Regions from separate parts of the Sus scrofa genome. Here all the other regions are linked to region 3. The links are chromatin contacts, called in public Hi-C maps. All regions are on one chromosome and are shown on one strand. Each heading gives the region's core, a stretch centred on a gene start, on an enhancer-like site or on the middle of the called end of the contact. The rest is flanking DNA. Distances are from core to core; before and after follow the strand shown.

Region 1 (3,194 bases), core at 605-3,104, 93 kb before region 3:
AATAGAACACTAGCTAAAAAATCCTCAAATCCTACTCCCTAATTCACAAAAATAAGATTAATTCCTTTATCCTTGGGATGAGATAAAACAATTAATCCACTAATAAATTTAAATAAATTCCTTCAAACAGTAGTATACCTGCTTGTCCTATTTGGCTGAGGTAACTGTTCAATGACCTGACTGATGGAACCACATGTGTCCAAATGAGAAGAATCCATGGAGTCTGAAAAAAATAATTGGATATTAGCACAAAAGACATTTACCACCAACTTTTTTTTCTTTTCGGCCACCCCAAAGCATATGGAGTTCCTGGACCAGGGATCAGATCCCAGCCACAGTTTGTGACCTTCACCACAGCTATGGCAATCCCAGATACTTAACCCACTATGTGGGGGCAGGGATCAAACCTGCACCCTGGTGCAGCAGAGACACATCCAATCTTGCTGCACCACAGCAGGAACACCTACCACCAAACTTTTGATATATATTCAGGAATGTAGACCTAATCAGTCTACATTAGAAAACCAACCTTGTGAGTGCCTACTATGCACCAGATACTGTGCTAGACTTTCTTACATACATTCACCACAGCCCCATAATGTTTGAATCCACCCACTTCTAACAAGAGCACCCTTGCAAAAGGGACCTCACCTGCAGCTTTGTTTTCTTTCAGACATTCATTGAAACTACTATTATCGTCTCCTTGTTCTTCTCCACCTGTCTGTTCAGTATTGGACACAACATCCTAGAAAATTATACAAACATAATATACTCACTCTATATGGAATAATCTAAAAGGCAACATATTGCTGTGAACATGTTGGTTTCATTTTTTCCAATCAACTTTATCCAAAAGATGGTGAGATTTCCTAAGTATTTATGTTTGCAGGTTGATCTAGACTAGGAAAAAAAAATCTACTCAATCATTTCCAAGCAACCTATCACTCACCAACACAGGGTTCTCTTTGTGTGTCTGTAGATTGGGAAGGTGTCGAGACAGCATACTGAAGTGAGAACCAGAATCATCTTCTAGAACCTGGCTTTCAGGCTGAGAATCTTCAATTATCAGGCAAGGTGTGTCTTGCTGAGAGAAATCTGAATCCAACTGACTTCCAGTAGGGTCCATCTGCTCCCCTGGAATGGAACAACAAAAGATCAGTTCTGTGCTACCTACACTCCTTCCTCACGGAGTCCGAGCTTAAATAATGACGCGGAAGTACAAGAGCTGGAAAAGGGGACCGGTGTAGGACTCTTCTAATTGGAACATTATAATCGCTGCAAGCACTTTCCTATATACCTCCCAATGACCGATTTCCTAGCTATTTACAGTGAGCCTGCCTATCCTTCTTTCCCCCTTCCCTCACCTTCCCGTAGACACCCTTTCCCCTCCTTCCTAACCTCTTCTCTCTCCGCCCCTTTTTCCATCCCCCACAACTCTCCCTTCGTCCTTCTGGCGCCTCAACCGCCCCCCAAAAGGCTGCTTTGTAATCTTTGTTCGTCTGACCCCCACAGCTCTTCACGTTTCCTCACGACCACCCAGCCTTACTAGCTTGTGGTTCCCCACCCCCTCACCAGGGCCCTCCAACCCTTTCCCCGTCACAGCCGCCATGCTTGCCACCCCGCCCCCTCCGGTCAGCCATCCCTTCAGACCCGAAACCCAAGCTCCCATAGCCGACTACGCCCCCACTTTTCTCCAAACGGTACCAGGCATCCCGGCGGGAGGTCCCTCACGCTCGTGCTAGAGATCTCCACACGCTCCCCAGGCCCCTCCAGCTCGATCCCCAGGTCGCCGCTGTCTCCACCGCCGCCACCGGCCACGAACTCCCCCTTTCCCGTCGCGTCACGCGGGATCGGCTCACCCATTCGCTGATGCTGCCCGCCACTCAAGAAAGCCTGCGGATGATTGGTGGCTGAGGCGGAGTGCCCCGCCCCACGTAGGAAAAAGGAACACGGCGGCGTGTTTCCATGGCAGCCTGGACTTTGCAGGCCCTCCCTCTAGTAAGCCACAAATGACAGTATCCTTGAACTGAAGGGACCTTGAAGAGGGCATGAAATATAATGCCCTGCCCCCGGGACGGTTGTTTGTACCACTACTCAGACGTAGGAGAAAATTCCTATTTTCTATCGTTCATGCACCTTAAGGCCCCCATGTCATCCTCTTCTGTTGAAAAAGGGTTTCCCGGCTTTCTGATTAAAAGGGCGAAGAAGATCCAGAATGGCTAGAATTTCATAGCTGGTGAAACTGAAGAGAGAGAAGACTCTTTGGGGTTTACCTGTGTCAACAGGATCCCTTTTGTAGGCCTCTACCTGAATTCAAGGGCTTCACATTACGTCTCTGCCAGTTCTTTTTATTATTTTTTTTTGGGGGGGGGATTGGATTTGCATTGTCTGAGGGTCCTGGTAAACCGTATTTTTTCCCATTGTCTTTCCAGTCTGGAACGTAGTTCAAGCTTCACATTTGCTTATGGTTGACCTATCTTTTATGGAATTGCAGCCTACAGAGACCATAGCCCCGGATATTTTTTGCACCTCTGATTGAGACAATTGAGCACAGTGGCTGCCAGACTCAGTGGTGAAGAGAACAGCTGCCGCCCCGCTAACTACACGACCTCAATGATCCCTGCAAGCCCTGAGAGTCTATTATCCTAATTATCTTGCCAGGGTCTTATAGAGGGCGTGGCAGCTGTGACTCGTATTAATGAATGAGGCCCCATGAGGAATATGGTCGTTTTTTAGTTTTGTTTTTGCTTTTTAATTTAAGGGGTGGATGGATCTAGGATGGAATTCTAGCCAGAGCAGCTGTCAATAGGGAAAGCACCTACCACACTGCCAAGCATATACATAGTAAGCATTCAATAGAAGGTAGTTTCTTCTCTCTACCCCAAGATCAAAATGACTTAGGCACAGCCCAACCATGATTTTCCAATTATATAAATATCCAATTCAACACTTGATACAGGCTAAGCTGAAGTGAAGCTTCCTACCAATCTTCTCCCTGCTGTTACAAATTATACTGATCATTTTCCAACCAAAAATCAAAGCATGTCATCTGAGTATATGTTACTTATGGGAACAAAAGGACAGACTCTTTGAAATGAAACTGTCCTGAAAAATCTACAATCTACTGTTGCTATAACTAGAATATAATTAGGGTCCCCGGAATGTATTATTAGTGGATCAAAAATTGGAACAGA
Region 2 (3,175 bases), core at 442-2,941, 71 kb before region 3:
CTGCTCCTACCATTCTCATTAGTGTGTAGTCCTTCCCCATACCAATCAGAGCTATTGTCTAACCTCTTTGTCAGACTTGATGAAAGCAGAGCTTATAGTTAACTGCCGCTGACCAGTTATACTGAGGATCTTGCTAGTTGCTATGGAAACTGTCCCCTTCCTCTCCCTACAACCTATTCTGTCTCTGCCTCCACGTGGCACTCTTTTTTGATTGCGGAAGAGGAGGCCTGCATATCTCTCTATGCTCTTTGCCAGATTCAGACGTGCAAATGGTGGGGTGGAGGTGTAGCAGAGCATTGTCTCATGTGTCATATAGGGTGAGGCATCCTCACCATCTTATGTTCTGCCGGTACTATTTCCCCCTCTCTGCTATAAAAGGGATTTTCAGGGCCATGTCAAATTTTTTTAATTGAGATAATTGACATAGAGCATTATGTTAGTTTCTGGTAGGGCCACGTCCAAATCGCAGAATGGATTGGATGTTTTGCTAAATATATGTCCCATGATAGGAACTAGGATTGCTGCGAGGTACTTAAAATGCAGACACTATCCAATCCTCCTCAGGGCCTCCGGAGAGGAGGTGGATCAGAACACCGCTCACAGGCAGCCTTGCTCAATCAGGTACTGTGCTCCTCTTCCTTCATTATACCATTCGGAAACTGTAAGACAAATGAGACCCAAAAAAGTACTGCTGGAGCCCTAGGGTTAAAGACAGGCTCTGTCTGATACGTATACATACAGAATGACTCAGTATCCTGAGTAAAAGAAGACACTGGAGTGCAGAGTAGGTAGTGGGGACACACTGAGGAATGGGGGAGGGGTAGACTTGCAGACCGCACCACTTGTACAAGGATGTTCCAGTCAGTCATAAAACAGTGTCAGCCTCCTTAGTCTTCTTTCACATCCCCCGGCTTTTTGCATTTTGGAAGGGCCAAGCCCTCTCTTGGTTCAAACATTGTCCCTTCTGTTTTGAGAATTCACTGGGGAAGTAATACCATTGCCTTCCAAGGTTACCCAACTCACTGTGTCACATTATTTGTAGTTGGGAAGGTCTTGCTTGGGTTTACTGAAACACCCCTTGCTGCAGTCTGAGCTCACTGCACTCAGCAGAGATGGAGACCAGCCAAACACTATCTTCGGAATAACAACTCACCAGGGACTCAGGGCCGGAAGGTCATTCTGTCCCTCTGATACTGCACAGCTTCCCAGTGCACACCCAGGGCCCGAGGCTATGAGGTCAGGAAAAAAAAAAACAAACAAACCCAAATTGTGTTAACACCAACATGGAAGGACAGAAGGATGCAACATAAACTCGAGGCAGAGAGGGACAAGATGGCTCCCCTCAGTTCGGGTGAGGCTGCGGAATTGCCAGATAGTACTTTTCCGGGGAAACATCCTAACTAGAAGCTTCTGGTGCCGAGGTACTAGACTCGCCCCTCCACCCGGTCCCTCAGATAACCCACTCCTACCCAAGTCGGAGTGAGATCTCTCAGGAAAATGAGTGGGGGCGGAGTGGGACAGCCACCAACCCCCGAGCCCCTCCCCAGGCCCAGCGAAACCGCAGAGCAGAGCTCCGCGGCCCCTTCCCAGCCGCTGCGGCGCCAGTGCTCCGCCCCCTGACAGGCAGCAGCCAATGAGCGGCTCCTGCCGCCGGCCTTTAAGAACCGCGCGCACTCTCCCAGCCGCCGACGCCGGCCTTGCACTCCAAAGGAGTTTCCATGGAGACCGAGGCTGGGCCCGGGCGGCCTCGCGGCGTTGCCATGGAGACAAGTCCCGGGCTAGGGCTCCGAAGCCCCGGCTCTCCGCTGGCTCAGAACCCCGCGGAGCCGCTGTACAAGGCCGGAGCCGCCGCGGCGGCAGCACGCTGGGACCTAAGGAAACACTCTTTGCTCATTGTGATCGGCGATATCGGTTCGGAGAGTCAGCTGAGGGCCGTGCGGGCCCACCTTGAACAAGGTGAGCTGCTGTCCTGGATGCTCTCGGGACATCCTTCATCCCGTGCTTCTTTGCCATCTGCATCCTCCAACCGTAGTGTGCTTTTCTTGAGATCTGCGCGCCCTGTTATCTGAATCATCAGCCCCTGGCCTGTCACCTCCATCCTCTGTGTCACACATCTGTATTCCCCCACCCCAGCTGCCAACATCTCGCTTCCCCATCCTTCCCGCACACCCTGTGGTGTTCCACAAACTCCCTGAGGAGGGGTGGGGAGCTCTGTGTACTGCCTGGGGAGCCCTTTCTAGTTGCACCCCTCTCTCCTGCAGTGTCATGGGCCAGACGCCCTAAAAGTCCTCACCATCCCCTGGAGAGTCCAGGTCCCTACCTTAATTTCTTCTTTAGGTTTCTGAACAGGCACAGGGTGCTTTCTGAACGCCGCAGACAAATCTCAAATATCCCAGTGCCAGCGGCCAGACTGAGAGTGACCTTCGTGACCACAGGCTTCTCAGTCCTTCATTGCCTGTGGCGCAGTGCTGCGGAGCCACCTGCGGGTGGAAGCCAGCCGCGGAGGAGTGTAGGCAAGGAGGGGACCACAGAAGGAGAATTTAGAAACCTACCTAGCTGTATCCAGAAGGAAGGGGCTCTTGGGTGTCATTTCTATCTCACCTGGTCAACTCTGCAAGAAAATTCCTACATACAAACTTGTTAATGACCAAATTTAGCCTAAACTCTGCCCTTCTCCCTCTGGCTCCAGCAAAGCCCAAGAAAGGCACAGGATGGGAGACAGGCAAAGGTACTAGCCACCCTTCTCAAAGACATCAGTGAGGCTGATCATAGCAATTGCTCTTATCCCTTCCTTCTCCTTACCCCTTCTGTGAGTTTGGAAGTTCTCTCAGAAGTCTAGTCCCTCTGACCTTATCTAGGTCCCTCTTTGTTTCTTTTTCTCTCACAGGCATTCTCTCCTGGAACATTGACTTATCATCCATTGACTTGAACCAACAATTGAGACTCTTCATTACCCGGCATCTAGCTCACTTCTCCTCAGAGGTCAAAGGTTAGGATTAGTATCAATTTGTCTCTGTCCTTTGGGTGAGGGCTGGTCACAGAAGATCAGAGGTCCAGTCTTCCAGGCAGAACTGGCCTTGTGGGAGGATTGGGTGGGGAGGAAGGGAGAGACGCCTGAGGGGAAAGTTGTAAAGCTCCCATAGCTATCCCTACATACCCGCACACTGCAGACAGA
Region 3 (3,259 bases), core at 137-2,636:
GAGCGTAAACTGTGTAAGGTCTTTATCCCTTACAATTGTGGTAGTTCTCTAATCTCTTTAACCACCATGCACTTCATGGAAACCCCCATTCATGATGAAAGAGAAGCTTCAGTACAGAGTCCAGGAATACTTCCAACACAGTAAAACCTCTCTGGCCACCAGCAGTATTTCCTTCAATAGTGGACCCCTTAGTTCCTTCTCAATGTAATTTTTTTTTTTTTTTGCCTTTTTTAGGGCTGCACCCACAACACATGGAAATTCCCATGAGCTAGGGTTCGAATCCAAGCTGCAGCTGCCAGCCTACACCACAGTCACAGCCATGCCAGATCCGAGCTGCGTTTGTCACCTACACCACAGCTCATGGCAACGCCAGATCCTTAACCCACTGAGCAAGGCCAGAATCAAACCTGCATCTTCATGGATACTAGCTGGGTTCATAACCTGCTGAGCCACAACAGGAACTCCCTTGATGTAACTTTTAATCTTTCATACATACCCTTATTCTGATACTGATGAACTATGCTGATGCCCTTGTTTTCAGGATCAACTCACTCATACTGCCTTCTTTCTCCAGCTTGCTAAAATGACTCTTCACTGACTCCTCCTAACCACTGCTAACAGGGACTGCTGCCCCCTCCTCCATCACTGACCAACCGATCCAATTAACCATCCAACTAATCCTCTCACTCACTGAGTCTCTAGCCTTAAGCAGTCCTCCAAACCCTCAGATGAGTCACCACACTTGGTAACATATTTATATGGAACATCACTGATTCCCCACAAAGACTGTCTGAGCGCCACTCTCTCCCCACCTACCTCTCTCCAGGCTCACCTTCTCTCCAGCAACCCCTTCCTCCGCAAGATGTGACTCCACTCCCACCCCTCCTCACACAGACCTCTCCACCCTGACCCTCTCCCCTGCAGACTCTCGTGCTCAGCCGGACCCCCTCTTCCTCGTGCAGACAGTCTCACGCCCACCTCTGCTCTCGCTGCCCCTCTCCTCGGTCCTCTCCTCACACAGCTCCGGGTCAGAATTACCACCTCCCCATCCCGACTCCTTTAGCCTTTGCCCGCCCCCGCCTTCCCCGCCTCACTCTCCCTTCGCTGACATTGAGGCCTCTCCCCTAGGTCTCTTCCCAGCGTTGCCCCCAGCTGCTGCTAAGCAGGGCCCTCAGCACTAGCGGAGCCCACTCTACTCAGCCCACCCCCTCAGATACCGCCCCCAGCCCCCAGCCACTCCCCCACCGCCCCCGGCCCTCACTCACCCGCCTCCCTGAGCTCGCGCAGCCGAACCTGCCGGCAGCGACACCTGACAGCGGCCCAATCAAAGCGCGACTTCTCTTCGCTGCCACCAATCAGCGGAGGGCGCGCACCGGCGGCAGAGTCAGGCTGCGTTGGCCGGCGCTACTGCGCGGAGGAGGGTGGCCTCTAGTGGCTCTGGGGAGGAGGTGCAACGTAATGTTCTCTGATTTCTAACTGCGTGGCCGACAGTCCAGATGCTCTCTGTCTAGACAGAAACTTTCCAATGAGAGGAAGGTGGGGTGCGGGGGCACGATGCAGGGGAAGAGGCCCAGTTTACGCCACTGCACCTTCTTGAGGACAAAACCAGGTCTTGTTTGTATTGTAAAATAAAACGATATGTGATAGGCGTAGAGATCCAATGAGTGTTGGTTGCAAATGTTAACGGACTAGAGAAGGCTTGTCTCCAAGGCTGGAGACAAAAACAGCGACAGAAACAAATCAGAAAGTTAAGGGCTAGAACAGAGAGACTTATTTATGGATGGGACAAGAAAATGCATGGACTTGGAAGGCTGAGTCAGTGGATTTCTATCTCCCTACTCTGCTTGCTCTCACCCTCTAGACTTGTTTGAATCCTGGGCCTTGCCTTTAATAGCTGTGGAGCTTTGGACAAGTCACTGAAATTCCCTCAGCCTCTGTTTTCTCACCTGTAAGAGTGTGGGATTAGAAACCCTAATCACAGGGTAGTGATTATATGAAAGTATTTTGTATGTTTGTGTTATTACTAATCTTGCATCCTCACTAAGGTTTTCCTGGTTCAAAACAATTCCAAGTTCCCCAGTTCTTCTCTGCAACTTAGCACTTTTTCAGTCAAATGCCTCATTATACTGACCCCAAGTCGTCCCGAATGACTTGGACTAACCCTAAGAGAAAGAGATTCTGAAAAAGCAGGACCTTATGATCCTTCCCTGCCCACCCCCTGAATCCTCCACCTGCCTTTTGACTGTAGAAAAACTTTAGTCAAGGAGTAAGTTTAATCAGAGACACAAGAAAATGCAGAAGCAAAGGAAAAACAGTCAAACAAGACCAAATAATAATAGTCATTAAGACATTTAGTTCCTTCTCAAGGGCTGTAGATGATATTCTGAGCCATATCCTGTGAGCTGTTTTGTAGGTACTGAGCCCAACTCCCACCATGTGGAAAAAAGTTAACTACATGATGACCAGGCTGTAGCCATGACATGCTACCATAATTCTGAGAACTGGCCTCAAGGAAATGGCAATAAACCCACCCTGAAACTGAAGACTAACTGTACTTAAAACAATCAAGAGGACATTGATCAGACCAGCACATGACCAATCTCAAGACGACTGTCAGAGCTAACTGCTGTTTCTGCCTGTAGCCCCCCTCCCTTTACCTGTAAAAATCTCTTCATTGTCAGTGGGCAGGAGCATTTGGGCTTAATTCCCTCCCCTTTTCCCTTTATTTCGTAGTTGTCAGCCTACATACAAAATAAAGCGAACTTTCCTTTCCACCAACTTTGACTGTTAATTGACTTTAGAGCAGCAAGCAGCCAGACCCCATTTTTGATAACAATACCTCCTCATTACCTATTACAAACTCAAGAAGGCTGAATGAAGCCTATTTCCTATAAAAAAGAAACAGGATGGAATTCCCATTGTGGCTGAGCAGAAACAAACCTGACTAGTATCCATGAGGATGGAGATTCACAGACAGGGTCCTGGCTGTGGCTGTGGCTGTGGTATAGGCCGGCAGCTCTAACTCCCGTTTGCCTGGGAACTTCCATATGCCGTACCTGCAGCCCTAAAAAAAAGAAAATAAAAGAAAGAAAGAAAAGAAAAGAAACAGCAGATCCAGAAAAGACTTGTACTCAGGAAGGTTCCCACAGGGTCCTGCTGGGTTATACTATTTGGTGTATTTAATAATAATTATCATTACATTTAATACTTATAAAGCACTTTACAATTACAAGGCATTCTAGTATATATTATTTCATTA

The links. Hi-C and Micro-C count contacts between places; a contact is called where the count stands out from the background.
Region 1: a contact with region 3 is called in a Hi-C map of retroperitoneal adipose tissue, with 2.0 times the contacts expected there. The contact joins the promoter of TP53BP1 here to the promoter of PPIP5K1 in region 3. A contact is called at or near these places in 2 of 5 promoter capture datasets (fetal skeletal muscle and liver) and 18 of 47 Hi-C or Micro-C datasets (alveolar macrophages, embryonic fibroblasts, fetal heart ventricle and 9 more).
Region 2: a Hi-C map of fibroblasts shows a contact between it and region 3, with 2.0 times the contacts expected there. The contact joins the promoter of MAP1A here to the promoter of PPIP5K1 in region 3. A contact is called at or near these places in 1 of 5 promoter capture datasets (fetal liver) and 3 of 47 Hi-C or Micro-C datasets (epiblast stem cells, fetal skeletal muscle and fibroblasts).

Annotation. Positions count from the first base shown.
Region 1 is chr1:127,957,160-127,960,353 of Sscrofa11.1, reverse strand. TP53BP1 (tumor suppressor p53-binding protein 1) reads right to left here and starts at 1,854. Exons shown (of 26, transcript XM_021096946.1): 1 at 1,705-1,854; 2 at 950-1,134; 3 at 652-745; 4 at 139-223. The coding sequence starts at 1,711.
Region 2 is chr1:127,935,468-127,938,642 of Sscrofa11.1, reverse strand. It overlaps MAP1A (microtubule-associated protein 1A), which reads left to right and starts at 1,691. Exons shown (of 7, transcript XM_005659678.3): 1 at 1,691-1,956; 2 at 2,888-2,989. The coding sequence starts at 1,719. LOC100736659 (a long non-coding RNA gene) reads right to left here and starts at 1,617. Exons shown (of 3, transcript XR_301013.3): 1 at 1,470-1,617; 2 at 1,154-1,229; 3 at 1-659.
Region 3 is chr1:127,863,614-127,866,872 of Sscrofa11.1, reverse strand. It overlaps PPIP5K1 (inositol hexakisphosphate and diphosphoinositol-pentakisphosphate kinase 1), which reads right to left and starts at 1,386. Exons shown (of 30, transcript XM_021096881.1): 1 at 1,266-1,386.